Linked DNA regions of Mus musculus: region 2 is linked to region 1. The links are chromatin contacts, called in public HiChIP or PLAC-seq maps. All regions are on one chromosome and are shown on one strand. The core of a region is the stretch at or near the end of the contact, and the rest is flanking DNA. Distances in the headings are between cores, read along the strand shown.

The links. HiChIP or PLAC-seq counts read pairs in DNA pulled down with a chosen protein or histone mark.
Region 2: an H3K27ac HiChIP or PLAC-seq map of hepatocytes shows a contact between it and region 1, with 7 times the contacts expected there. The contact joins two enhancer-like sites. A contact is called at or near these places in 5 of 484 Hi-C or Micro-C datasets (brown adipocytes, embryonic fibroblasts, liver and 1 more) and 2 of 115 datasets of contacts at active chromatin or transcription factors (heart atrium and hepatocytes).

The regions. Positions count from the first base shown.
Region 1 is chr5:51,036,975-51,043,726 of GRCm38.p6, reverse strand. No RefSeq gene overlaps it. Among named protein-coding and RNA genes, the nearest start is that of Gm29924, 250 kb to the left of the region's middle. Within about 2 kb of position 3,851, at least 12 of the 459 cell types and tissues checked have an H3K27ac peak or open chromatin away from gene starts, as enhancers often do. A contact at or near this core is called in hepatocytes, where this site is marked.
Region 2 is chr5:51,388,069-51,395,094 of GRCm38.p6, reverse strand. No RefSeq gene overlaps it. Among named protein-coding and RNA genes, the nearest start is that of Gm29924, 100 kb to the right of the region's middle. Within about 2 kb of position 3,629, at least 23 of the 459 cell types and tissues checked have an H3K27ac peak or open chromatin away from gene starts, as enhancers often do. A contact at or near this core is called in hepatocytes, where this site is marked.

The DNA of each region.
Region 1 (6,752 bases), core at 2,602-5,101:
ATTTTCCTTCATGTGGCCTGCCTCTGGTACAGGGAAGATGGCAGAAATTGTTATTTAAGAAGGAAAGTTCCCTGTTTAATGGAGAGGCTGGAAGGGGTCTGGTTTCTTTGAGACAAAGACATATTATGGCTCCCTTTTATCTAGGACTGCTTGATTTTAGGGACTCCAGTCCATCTAGAGGCAAAGCTGAGTGGGCCTTTATGTGCATAGTGAGAACTCGAACAGTGCACATTATTTTGCATTGTGAGTCAACATTTCTTTGGATAGACTTAGAAAGTTAAATTATATGTGACTATGTGCTCATGTGTGTATGAGTGCATGTATGTGTACACAACTTGTGTGTGCACAGTGTGTGTTCATGTGAAGAACTGGACAGAACTTGGGCATCACTCCTTAGGTACTGGCTACCTTGTCTTTTATTTAATTTAATTTTTTGCTTATATATTTATTATTGTATTTGAAACAGGGTATCTTGCTGACTTGGAGTTCAAAGGAGGCTAGGTTAGCTAACTAACTAATGATCATCAGGGCTCTCTGCAGTCCCTGCTTTGTCTCTTCCTCCTCAGCACTAGTATTAAAAGCATACACCACCATCCTGCTGCTTTTTAAAACGTGAATGACCCATCCAATAGGTGACTAGGGCCCCCAATGGAGGAGCTATAGAAAGTACCCAAGGAGCTAAAGGGAACTGCAACCCTATAGGTGGAACAACAATATGAACTAACCAGTATCCCCAGGGCTCATGTCTCTAGCTGCATATGTAGCAGAAGATGGCCTAGTTGGCCATCACTGGGAAGAGAGGCCCCTTGGTATTGCAAACTTTATATGCCCCCGTACAGGGGAACGCCAGGGCCAAGAAGTAGGAGTGGGTGGGAAGGGGAGCAGGGTAGGGGGAGGTTATAGGGGACTTTCAGGCTACCATTTGAAATGCAAATGAAGAAAATATCTAATAAAAATTTGAATAATAATAATAAAACCTGAGTGAGTACTGGAGAATCTACCTTGAGTCCTTCTGCTTCCAGGATAATCCCATTCACTGAAATTCTTAAATGAGACAGTGCTTAGAGTCACCTTATAAGGAGTAAGACATTTGACACCCCTACCCCATAGTAACTGTGAGGTTAGGGAGAGCAGGCTGCTCCACTTTACAGATAAGAATAGTGAGGCCCAGACAGAAGAAAGCCTACCTATATAGCATACCATCAGTACTGCAGTCACCTTTTGCATCTGCCTTACCACCGCCCACCGTGCTCAGGGTGACGGGGCAGAGTCTCCTCTTTCATATAGAAGGAGAGTATTATACCTTTGCATGTTATCAAACGTGAATGAATGAATATATGTGGAGACCCCTCCCAAGACTTCAATGTCACTTTCACTGTTTCCAGGGGACAGACAGCAAAAGTCTGTCTGGTATAGCTCACATGCTCAGCAACTCAAAGGTAGTTTGAGTTTTCTCTTTGGCTTTACATCTTGACGATGACTTAGAGATACATTTTTTTCCCCCAAGCGGGTTAATTAGAAAACCTAAGTACTTTACAGGGTAGCTCAGTGCTATTTGCATATGACCATTCCTCTGCCTCCCCACCTTATGACCTTTACCTTCTTGTAGAATTAAAAGAGGTGAGTCTACCCCTTTCTCCAAATAAACCTCTGCCTGGCTAGTTTCTCCAGTTCCACGACTAATGTTGAATGATCATGGGCATGACTCAACAAAGAACCTAGCCATGCCTGCCTCTCTGACTAACTCTTTGTTATCTCCATACATTTTTAGCACTGTGTATTGTTTTATCGTTTCAGTCCCTGACTCCTGGTTCCTTTTCCCTCTGGTTCCCCTTTTGCAGCTCTCTTGACAATGACTGTTATTTTCAGAGCCTCCTAAAAGCTTTGTAAGCACCCATCTGCCTTGGCCACAAGGAGCGCAGTCATCACCTGCCCTTTGAAGCTCATATGGCATGCACTGGGCTGGGTCTGAGTCAGCTCAGAATGGAGAACAGGCCGTGGACAAGTTGCCAAGAGAACTAAGGTCCGGCCTGGCCCTCCTCCTGTCTTCTCATGTGACCTTGTAGGCTGCTCTTAGGTTTGGCCTCCTGGAAATAGCAGACTAATACTGTTTTGAGTCAGGAAGAAATTTTAAGTCATGATTCCCAGGCTGCCTCAGAAAAACATGCCTTGCGTTTTGAAACAATGCAGATTTCCAGGCTCCATCTCAGCTCATATGAGTTCTGGAAATGGCCAATCATTAGGTTACCTCTGCATTCTCCTCAAAATCACAATGTCACAGGGAGCCAGCATTTCTAGGTCTACTCCATTTCTTCTGTCTCGTACAGAAGCACAATCCTTAACACTTTGGGAAAAAAGAAGAACACGTTTGGGAGCCCCGCTTTACTAAATCTCAGGCAGTTATCCAGCTGAGCTTAAACTGGGCTATGTCGCCATACTCTGTTCTAATAGGCACCACAGGGACTCAACTGGCCCGGCCACCCACTAAGCTGTTTCTTCATTGCACTTGTGCTGGTGTTGGCATCTGGACTGCTGGGGACAGCAAGCCTCCCCAGGGGCAGTGCTGGTCTTTGAAATGCCAAGGCAGTGTCCTTGTACATATTGGGGCACAAGCGAGGCAGAGATCTGGATGGCGCCTACTCTGAAATGCCACTGTGGAGCCTGCAAAAGATCCAAGAGTGGATCGGATTCCCAAGACCAAGCTGGCAGCCGTCTGTAGGAAAATCAGATTCCTCTGAGGCCTTAGAGGTCACCAGAGGGCACATGACTGCCCCTGGTCAGAGGCTGCAGGGTAGCTCAGGACAGAGTAAAGGGCAAGTAAGAATCAAGGAGAGAAAAGGTGACAAGAGGAAATCTACTTCGGTTATAATTTTTTTTCAACTTGGCAATCCCGGATGATGTGTGGCTTGGGAAGAAATTCACAGCAACTTTCTATCATTTCAGCCATCATAATCCTGCACCAGACAGCACACACAGCCCTTGTGTAAATGACTCAGCGGTCAGCTCACAAGCTCCTTGCAAAGCAGCAACAAAGACAGGAATGTGTGGGCAAGCACACACACACACACACACACACACACACACCACACATGCTCAGGAACTCGCAGCACACTTGCTTAGCAGAAGCTTAAACTCTCGCTGATCATTAACCTTTTATTAAACTTATGGCCCTTCGGAGTGAGAAGGGTGCCTTAGCCGTGCTTAGACTTTTCAAGAGCCTGGCAGCAGCCTAGAGTAAAATTGGGATGATAAATGAATAAAGGTAACAAAAACTCCAGTGTTCCCAGCTTCGTGTTAAAAGGTAGCTGTGGTAAACACCTCCACAACTGCATACACAGTGGACTGTAGCATAGTAGGAACATTCATTGCAGTTTTCAGTGGAAGGCTCTTGGCCATCATGAGTTTTTAGAGCTCTTAGCTGAAGACAAGTGGACCTAGTAAAATCTTTAAAACATATTAATTCCAACACTGGCACATTAAAAAAGGGTCACTGTTAATAAATAACATAACCAGGATCATGTTCTACTATTGTCAACACCATGAAATTTGTCTGTTCTATGGAAGAGCTTCTCATAGGTAATGAGTCTGAATTACAAATGCCTGTGGTTCTGTGCCTGGCAGTGTGTGTCTGAGCGGCTGGGAAGGCTCTTATGTAGTTGCTGAAGTGTGTAGAAATGTAAACATTGACAGAAACCTATTTGAAGTGCTTGTTTACTACGCCAGTTACATATGTACCTTTTCCAATTGACCTTGCAAATGAAACACTTTGCCACTGAAGGGGAATAGAACGTGCGTAGAAGTCCTCCCAGTGTTTATTTTTACATTGAACATCAACTAGGCCCCAAGGCTAATGCCATTGACCTGTAACACACATAGAGATGGCAAAGCAACTGGTCACTTAGTTGGTCAGTAAGCGGTAAGGCCAGGAGGATCCTTGTCCTCAATGGGACACTGCCATCTGGTGCATGCCCCTAGTGAGACATGTAGAGAACAATAGCCAGAATTACAAGAGAGTGGAGGAGGCGCAGCTGCTTCAGGAAACACAGGGCTCCTGCGGTCTCAACCACAATCTGTAGATGAGGATAGTCAACCAAAGAGATGTTACTATGTAGATGGAAGGAGTTACCTATAGATGTGATGGAGAAACAAAATTCCTCAGTGTCGCTTAAAAGCCAAATATCTGTCATGGATTGTCCATCTCCTTTAAGCTTGAGAGTAACCCACTGAAATGGTCATATAGCAGGGGAAGATGCAGAGGACCAGAGATATATGCCTGGACTCTTTCAGTTAGCAACTGAACTTGCCTCCTAGGTTACTTTTATGCTTGGATAAATATCTGCCTTGAAAGGAGAGATGTTCTTCTCCTTATCCAAGTATGGTTCAAAGTAGGCCTAAACAATTCTTCACAATCAATAACATACTGGAATGGGGAGATGTCTCCAGAGTTGCTCATTCCTAATATCTCATTGTCTAGCAGGATCAGGAGATTCATGTATCACAGTGAGATAGCACTCCTTAAATCAAGCACAAAATTAAGACTAGAGCTAGGCAAATGATATAATCAAACATTTGCAATTTTTCCCTGTTAAAACACAGGAATTCCAGTTCTCTGATGAAGCCAAGGAAAAGAAGCCAATAACCTTTCCAGTTTAAAGCTTAGCAGTTTTTTTGTCATATACTTTTCTTTTTTTTTTTTAATTAGGTATTTTCCTTGTTTACATTTCCAATGCTATCCCAAAAGTCCCCCATACCCACCCCCCAATCCCCTACCCACCCACTCCCCCTTTTTGGCCCTGGCGTTCCCCTGTACTGGGGCATATAAAGTTTGCAAGTCCACAGGGCCTCTTTTTCCAGTGATGGCTGACTAGGCCATCTTTTGATACATATGCAGCTAGAGACAAGAGCTCCGGGGTACTGGTTAGTTCATATTGTTGTTCCACATATAGGGTTGCAGTTCCCTTTAGCTCCTTGGGTACTTTCTCTAGCTCCTCCATTGGGGGCCGTGTGACCCATCCAATAGCTGACTGTGAGCATCCATTTCTGTGTTTGCTAGACCCCGGCATAGTCTCACAAGAGACAGCTATATCTGGGTCCTTACAGCAAAATCTTGCTAGTGTATGCAATGGTGTCAGCGTTTGGAAGCTGATTATGGGATGGATCCCTGGATATGGCAATCATTAGATGGTCCATCCTTTTGTCACAGCTCCAAATTTTGTCATATACTTTTCATTGATTTAGATTTTACTACTTTCTTAAAATGACATATAAGTTGATTCTTATCTTCATTATCAATTTCCCTTATATTTTATGGCTGGAGGTCATCCATGGGTAATTGTGATCTTGAAAGCTCTGCTGTTGAAAAGACAGCCATGTTTTAGAAAACTCTCAGGTTGACACAATGGCTGTCAAAAATAGTCTGGTTTGGTTACTTTTGGAAAAATGTTTTATTTCACTCATGGCATATGTCTTAGTTAGGGTTTTACAATGACCAAGGCAACTCTTAAAAGGATAAATTTAATTAGGGCTGACTTATAGGTTCAGAAGTTCAGCCCATTATCATCAAGGTTGGGGCATGGCAGTACCCAGACAGGCATGACACAGGAGGAGCTGAGAGTTCAACATCTTGTTCCCAAGGCAAACAGGAGATGACTGGTTCCTATGTGGTTAGGAGGAGGGAAAGTCTTATTGCCCAACACCACAGTGACATACTTCATCCAATAAGGTAACAGCTACTCCAACAAGGCCACACACCTCCTAAGAGTCCCATTCCAGGTGCCAAACATATCCAAATCACCATAGCATGGGAACAATTCTTTTCCTTAAGACAAATTTATTAGATGTAGGTATAATCATATGCTCATTTTTGGAAACTCTCTACACAGTGGGCATTTTTCTGTGTCTCTGATGAATAACAACTGATTTACCTGTGCTGAAGGTTACCAGAAAATTAGACAAGCCATTAGATGTAACGTCTCAATTTCAAAGGATAATATGTGTGTGGAAGGGCTGTTAATCACAGAATTACAGATCCTCGTTATGATGGGCACCTCTAGAGATGGCATGTGTGTACATTTGCCTCTGTGTCTGATTTCCAAGTTAAACCATAAAGATCACAAGGGAAATAATGTCTTCTACCAACCTGCTGCAAATTTAGAACAACTAAAGCATTAGCACTTAGGTCTTCCCCCAAAGCAGATTGATAGAGATGGAAAAGCATTAAGAAGCTCAAATAAGACAAAGCTCACATAAGGGGTTCTCTTCTGGGAAATATTTGGGGTCCCTTTCATGCAGCAATACATTAAGGCCATCCTTATGCTTTAGCCGCCTCTATGTGTACCTTGCTGAATATCAGACACAGGTGGTTACATTTATTTTTTTAAAATAAATAACAAGCCCTGAGAAAATTAACCATTGATATTTCCAACTTTGTCCAGGGATCAGAAATTATAAAATTCAACCAGACACTGTCAAAGTATGCTCATTAAATAAGGGTTTATTCCTATGTAGTTCAAGTTACATCGATTGCCTTTTGACTCACAGAGAGCAGAAATTAAGAAGATCATGTCCTGGTGAGTAATTTGTTCTCCGTCCCTAATGTAATGTCACGATCAGGATCTTCCTTCTGAGAAGATTTAGCTAAAACTTCTGCATACCTCCTGAAAAGAACACCATTTAATGTTTCATTAGGAAAGCAGACCATTTGGAACACATAATAAAGAAAACTCTCAGAAGATCTCCAAGAAGACATAAGG
Region 2 (7,026 bases), core at 2,380-4,879, 350 kb before region 1:
CTTATTCCATTCTTTCCTTATAAATCACACTGGTGCTGAATAATTGAATAATTGAATTACTTTAGTTATATTGTATTAATTTAAAATAGAGCTTTTCAGTGAAAAGTGGCACTAGAAACAAGTTAGGCACTACCTTGTCTAAACATTGTTCTAGGGAAAGTGCTTGTCTTGTATAAGTTATCTTGCCTAGCTTCATGAAACTATTCATGTAATTATTTCTATAGCTATTAAACCAGTATAAAGAAACTCTTTGTGCTTCAAAGAGTTAAGTGCAGTTCTTAAACCTTCCACGGTTAGGAAGTGGTGGAGCAGAAACCAAGATACAAAGAGAATCTGACTAGGCCTGATAGACATAAACATTAGGCTTCATTGTTTCCACTGGGATGCTAACAGTGTCTGTGGTAGACATTACACTTGGGCCTGGTAGTGCAGGTCTGGCATCTTAACTAATCAGGGATAGGAGGAAACTATTATAGGACTTATATGGGCTATATAGTGAGCTCAAAGTCAGCCTTGGTATTTCAGTGAGTGGCTATTCTATTCAGTGAATGGCTAGAGTTTTTGATAAAAATACCTGTTAAAGATTCTTAAACTTTATGCTATTATTCAGATGATCTGGACAGAGTACCCTAAGCAGGCATGTTATACTTATGATTTCTTTTTAATTTACTCATGGGATGTTACATAGGTACCTTGATGGATGGGAGAATTGTTTGGATATCACTGTTCAATAAATTGTTAAATGAATGACTTTTGAATGTGGCTCAATTTCAACTCTTTTTTGTAAGGTTGTGTGTGTGTATGTGTGTGTGTGTGTGTGTTTGTGAATATTTTGTTTGCATATACAGTATGTGCGCCATGTGAATGTCTGGTGACCATGAAGCCTAGAAGGGGATATAGTGTCTAACTGGAATTAGAGGCAGATGTGGGCTACCATGTGTGAGCTAAGCACTGAACTTCTGTCCTCCATAAGAACAGCTGAGCAATCTCTCCAACCTCTGAATCTCAACTCTTATGACAGGAAATAATACACTCAAAGTTGGAAAGTAAATAACTAAATATATAATGCCTTAGAGTCTTCAAAATAAGTGGTATTCAGCAAGAAAGCTAGGATAGCCGACTGAGGCTGGTGACAGAGTTCAATATAAGAGTGTTTGCCTGGCATGCATGATGTTTAATCTCTAATACCACACAGAAAGACTAATAAGTAATTATTTATAGAATTTAATTAAATTCAAATTTTAACTGCAAATCATTTCTCAGTAGACACACCTTCAGGATACATCTGACATAGGTATCTGCTCTTTAGTCTAGTAGCCAGCGTGAACTGTGTATTCTGAAGTGTACAGATGTGTGTTCCTATTCCATTTCCTCCTCTGCTTCTAACTGTGTGCTCCAGGTAATGCTAGTTAACCATTAAAGAATTATAGAAAGGGTTGTGTCCTGTAAAGGGTTGTATCAAAATCACACACACACACACACACACACACACACACACACACACACACACACACACACAAAGCCAGCAGTGATTGTGTGGAACACTTTATCATGTCTCATGATCACATGACACAATGCCCTGCTTTAACCAAGCACTCTGGATACCTGACTCAGACACATAGAACAGATTCTTGAGTTTTGTTCTTCGGCGCAATCACTTCCTTTGAAGAATATCAAGTTTCACACCCCTTATACCACATTTTAAACTTTCCACATTAAAATTTATATATGATGATGCATTTCCCTTATCCTCTTTTTTCAAAAGGTTCTTTTAAGAAATTGTGTCTATTTGTGGGAGTGTGCACCTGCTGTGGCACGCATGTGGAAGTCAGTAGACAGTTTGCAGTAGTCAACTCTCTCCTTCCACTGTTGTGGGTCTGGGGGATCGAACTCAGGTCATCAGACTTGATGACAGGTGCCTTTACCCATGGATCCATCTCAGTATGCCCTCTTTTTAATGTTTTGATTCATGACAAGCAGCTGCCAACATCCCAGTAAGTAGCCATCTGCAAGTGACAGGGGCTTTTTGCAAGTAAACATTGTCTATTGATTGTTGGTTCTTTTCATCAATAGTCGTTTTTATAGTGATCAAGGGCAGAAGTGCCAATTCCGGGCCCATTACAGATGAATTTGGACTTGACTGAAATCTGGAGAGGAGGGCTAATGGGATATATTGCCGCCCTGTAGATAGGGCAAGTGCTTATGTGGTTTACTTAATTTGAAGGGACATTTCATAATTCTAGATAAATTGGAATTACAAGTCAGATAAAATTTACGAACAGATTATAGTGATCTTGCCCTCTAGAGGTCTAGGAAGAGTGGGTTTTGCCACATTGGTAATAATTGTTGATAGAGTTTTTTTTTCTTCTTCTTCTTCTTCAAGACAGAAAGCTACTATTTTAGGAATTGAGTCTTTCTTGGATTCAATGACAGAAATGATCAATTCTTCAGAAACCAAAATGGCTCATGATTAAAAAGAGTGGGGAATATTAGTGTTCAATGAAGCAGTGTGGAATTAAAATGCTTTAAGAAATATCTTATGAAGGCATAGTGGTTACGAAGGAAATGGCTGCATCCAAATTAGGCTTCTAATATCCAGTTTAGAAGGGGGAAATATTAAATGTGATATTTAACAATATTTTGTACTTGAAGAGCTGTGCTAAATACTACAAACCTTGTATCATATAATTCTTACAGCCATATAAATCATATCTACATTTTAACTCTGTGGATTATAAATATTAAATTATTTCCTTCAGGACATGTGGTTAGTACCCATCCCAGTTTCAACCAATGTAAGACTGGTCAAGGATTGTGTCCTTTTTCAGTTGTTACTTCGTGACTTTTAACCTCACTGTGTCAATATGAGTGTCAACCCCCTCACACTGTACCAGATTTTTTAAAATTTTACTTCTAGTTTATGTCTTTTGGTAATTTTTTAGACACAACTAGGACTACCTTTAGTATAATCTTTAGTATAAAGATTAATATTAACCAGATCTCACCAAAGAAGAAGCCTTGGGTCAATTAAGTGAGAACATTAGAGGGATTTGAAGAGTGTAACGAACAGCTAATTTCCTTGTGCCTCCTTCTGAATGCATGTGGGCATTGTGCATTGCTTTCTGCTCTGCTCAGGGAAGCTCAAACACTGAAGAGAGAGGTAAGAATTTCAAATAGGAGCTAACACATGGTCTTAGCTGTACAGAAACACAGTTCAGGAAATGACATAGCTGGGACTGTCAGTTTCCAAGGATTTTTTCACTTGCTTTATTATGATAACTGCAAAAAACCCACATTTACCTATTATATACAGAAGGCAGGGGTTCACAGAAAAATGAGGAGCCAAGTTTTGTGCCTCAAATGCTTTAATAATTTTCTCCCAGAAGGTTTAAAAGTTACTAGAACAGGATTGGGTCTTTGGACTTGCTCGTCCACGGCTTTGCTCTGGAGAGTGCTGGATGAGAGGGTGTCTTCTGCCAGAATCCACAGCTGGACGACCCATCTCAAGCCTTGCTCCTCCTACCATCTTCCCTGTAGCGATGAATCTGGACAGCTCTGCTCTGAGGCACAGCTTTCGGGACTTGGACTAGGGAGGAGTCAGTCTTTGTGGGAAACGGAAATGCCATGGTGCAGGTCCAAGGTCCACTGGGCATGAAGAGAGGCTGGAAAGATCAGCCGGAAAGAGTGTGTCATTATATCCTTGGTGTTTCCCTCTCGGACTTCAGCCCTTCTCTTCTGCCAGCTCTCTGTATGGCTGCCCAAATCAACAGGGAAGAGTAAAAAACAAAACAAAATACAAACTGATCAGTCCAGCAGCTGTTAAAAGTTTTCAGTGACATAATATCAGTCATCTTCTCTCCTTCCTTCAAATGGAGGGTGAAAGAGGGGTCCTGGGCTAGCCACTCCCACCTGTCCCTTTAGACCTCAAACTCATACTAGGGCCTTTCTCATCACAGTACTTTGGTTTCTGACAGGTTGCCACGTGCCTCTGATGACGGCAAATATCTCTCCATCCGGCCCTTTGCTTTTGGACTTCGGGGAGTACAGAGTGAGCTCTCAATAAGTATAGATTGTGTGGCTGCCCAATTTGACTTTTAAAAATGAGGTAGATCTTTGGGGGAGAGATTTGTTCAATTCACTGACAGCCAATAGTCCTTGAGACTGCTTTCTACCAAATTGAAAAATGACTCCGACATATGAATACAAATAAACTGATAATTCTAGTCCATTCATTTGTTTCTTCATTCAGTAAGAAGTAATTTGAGTGACTTCTATGCAGTCGACATGGCTCCAGGCCAAGAAAACACAGTGGCAGATTAATAGATACAGTCTCAGCCTTAAGAAGGTTCACAATCTCATAGAAGAATCATCTAAAGTAAGAGAACCAAGGATACATATATCATACTATTTTATATTAAATTACAAGAAAATATGACTAGAGTTATGATTTCAATGTAAAAAATAGTCCTCTTTTATACACATGTACTTAAATATTGCCTAAGATTTTTATTCTTTTGTATAACGTTTAATTGCATCTTCCTCTGCTTAGTGAGCATAGGGAGTGTACATAACACCATAAATAGCCAATATTTTTAGTACTTTTCGTGTTGGTTATTATAAAGTTGCTCAAGCTTTGTCTCACATTGTGCTAAGTACTGAACAGAAAAGAAGAATTAAAATTATTGGGCAGTCTTCTAAGCCAATTATTTCTCTATGATATTAATTTAATTCTCATTTGATCTTTATGAGATTATTGCTATTATTATATGTAAAATAGCCCAGCCAAATTCATATAACTATTAACTATCTACAGTCAAATATGATCCCAGATGGTTGCCTTTCATAGTGACCATTCAAAAAATACCGTACTCTATTACACATTAGAACATATCATAGTGTGCTACAAAATACAAAGGACAACAATTATTTTCAATGGTACATACATGTTTATATATGTAGTTATATGCATATAGGACCACACTATGCCATTCACTTGCTATCTATCGAGGATCAGAATAGCTTGGCATATCATTCTTCGTCTCAGAACACGTTTCTATTGATTTAAAAGGATCACTGAAGGCTGGAGATTGAAAGTTGCTGGAGTACACAAGTAGTAAGAATGAAGGCCTGAGTTCTATCCACAACCCCACATAAACAGAGCATGATAGTGCATGCCTATAATACCAGCTCTCAAGGGATGGAAGCAGGAGAATCAGAAGTTCAAGTTCAAGGTCATCTTCTCTTATGCAGCTAGTTGGAGCCATATATGAGCTATAAGAGACCTGTCTCAAAACACAGAGGAGATACATCCACATTTCACAAACAAGACTCTGAAAAGAAGACAATGTACTTATTGTCTAAAATGGATTTTTCTGTTTTGCATGAGTTTGGGGACCAAGGGCAATTGGATTTACCTCCAAAATCTGTGACTAAGAATGACAAAATATCTGATAATGGTGTTTCTTCAATGAAAATGGGAACAACTGGAATTCCTTTGTAGTGTTATTATGAGACATTCTATAAAATGTGGTTTAAATCACATGGCATATTACTCATATTTAATAAATGCCATTCCAGATGATGTCTCTTTCTATGGTCATACCCCAAATCATAGTCTTTCTAGACCCTAGACCCCATTCAAAAGATTCTACAGATTCTGTCAGTCTTCTGGGTGACCCCAAGTTGAGTTTTCACTTCAAACCATTTGCTGGGGCTGTGGTAACTGAGTAGTCAACTTTCCCATCCATTCAGGAAATAAGCAACTCAAGATAGCCTGTATGTTAGAACCTGCCAACATGCCTTACCCAATCCTTATCACTGAGTAAGGTAGGGAGTGGGATATATTTTGGGGGAAAGGGTAGCTTTGCTTCTCTGGGCTTCTCTATGACTGTGATGTTTTAAAAGAGGAAGTCACTGGGAAAATGTTGGAAGGAGTCCTTGCTCTTTAGGCACTGTAGAGATGTGAAAGCTTTGAAAACTCCCTCCTAGAACACAGTCCAACAAGAGCTCTAGAACCTGTCTTTTCTCATTCACCAGGACCTTGCTTTGAAATGAAAAACACAAAAAACAAAAACCAGATGCTTCTCACAGCTGGCTTCACCTATTATCTCTTTAATCTATCTAGAAGAAAGCTTTGCTTCTGTAATAGCAATGTGCTCATCTGGGTAGATGTGCAAGATGCTGGCCTGACAACTTTAAATTGCAAAGGAAATCCCGGAGAAGAATTTTCTTTCTCTACTCAATAAATTTCCTTTCATCCTTTTCCCTGATTCAGGTTCTCATGTGCACTTGCCCTCACCCCCAATCCCTACCACCATCTTTGTGGTTGAAGGCATGAGTGGAGATGTATTTTCAACAACTTAGGTTAAATCAATCCTCAGCTTCTTTCAGATATCAAGAGACTGTTTTTTGTTTTGTTTTGTTTTGTTTTGTTTTTTCTCAGCAGCATTTGCTTTTGTTTGACTCACTGTTCCAATAATTGGAATCTTCACTGAGTTGGTATAAATAAATGGGACCTAAGAGTTTCTCTTCAGCTACAGCTAAAGAGACAAGATATTTGAGGTCTATTGCCCTTGTCAGAGCTAGATGCTTGTTTATGGAGAGTATGTGTTTGAACAATTCAACTAAATACAATCCTTGCAACTCCCGAACACCTAAGCATTGATTATAAATGGTGATCTTTAATACACACACACACACACACACACACACACACACACACACACACACACACACACACACACACAAAGAGAGAGAGAGACAGAGAAAGACAGAGAGAGACAGAGACAGAGAGACAAAGGCCAGGGTTGGGATTGTTCATGTTCATTTATTTCAAGTTTCTTTTTTCTCTGCTATTTCTCCTTCACCCTCTCCTCTCCTTTCCTCACTCTGTGTATGAGTCTCTGTGTGTGAGTCTCTGTGTGTGCATACATTTCATTTCTAGCTTGCTCCTATGGTCCTATGGTTTGCCATTACTAACCTTCAAACTAATTCATTTGTTTCACTTCTCCTCTGCCTCTTAATGCC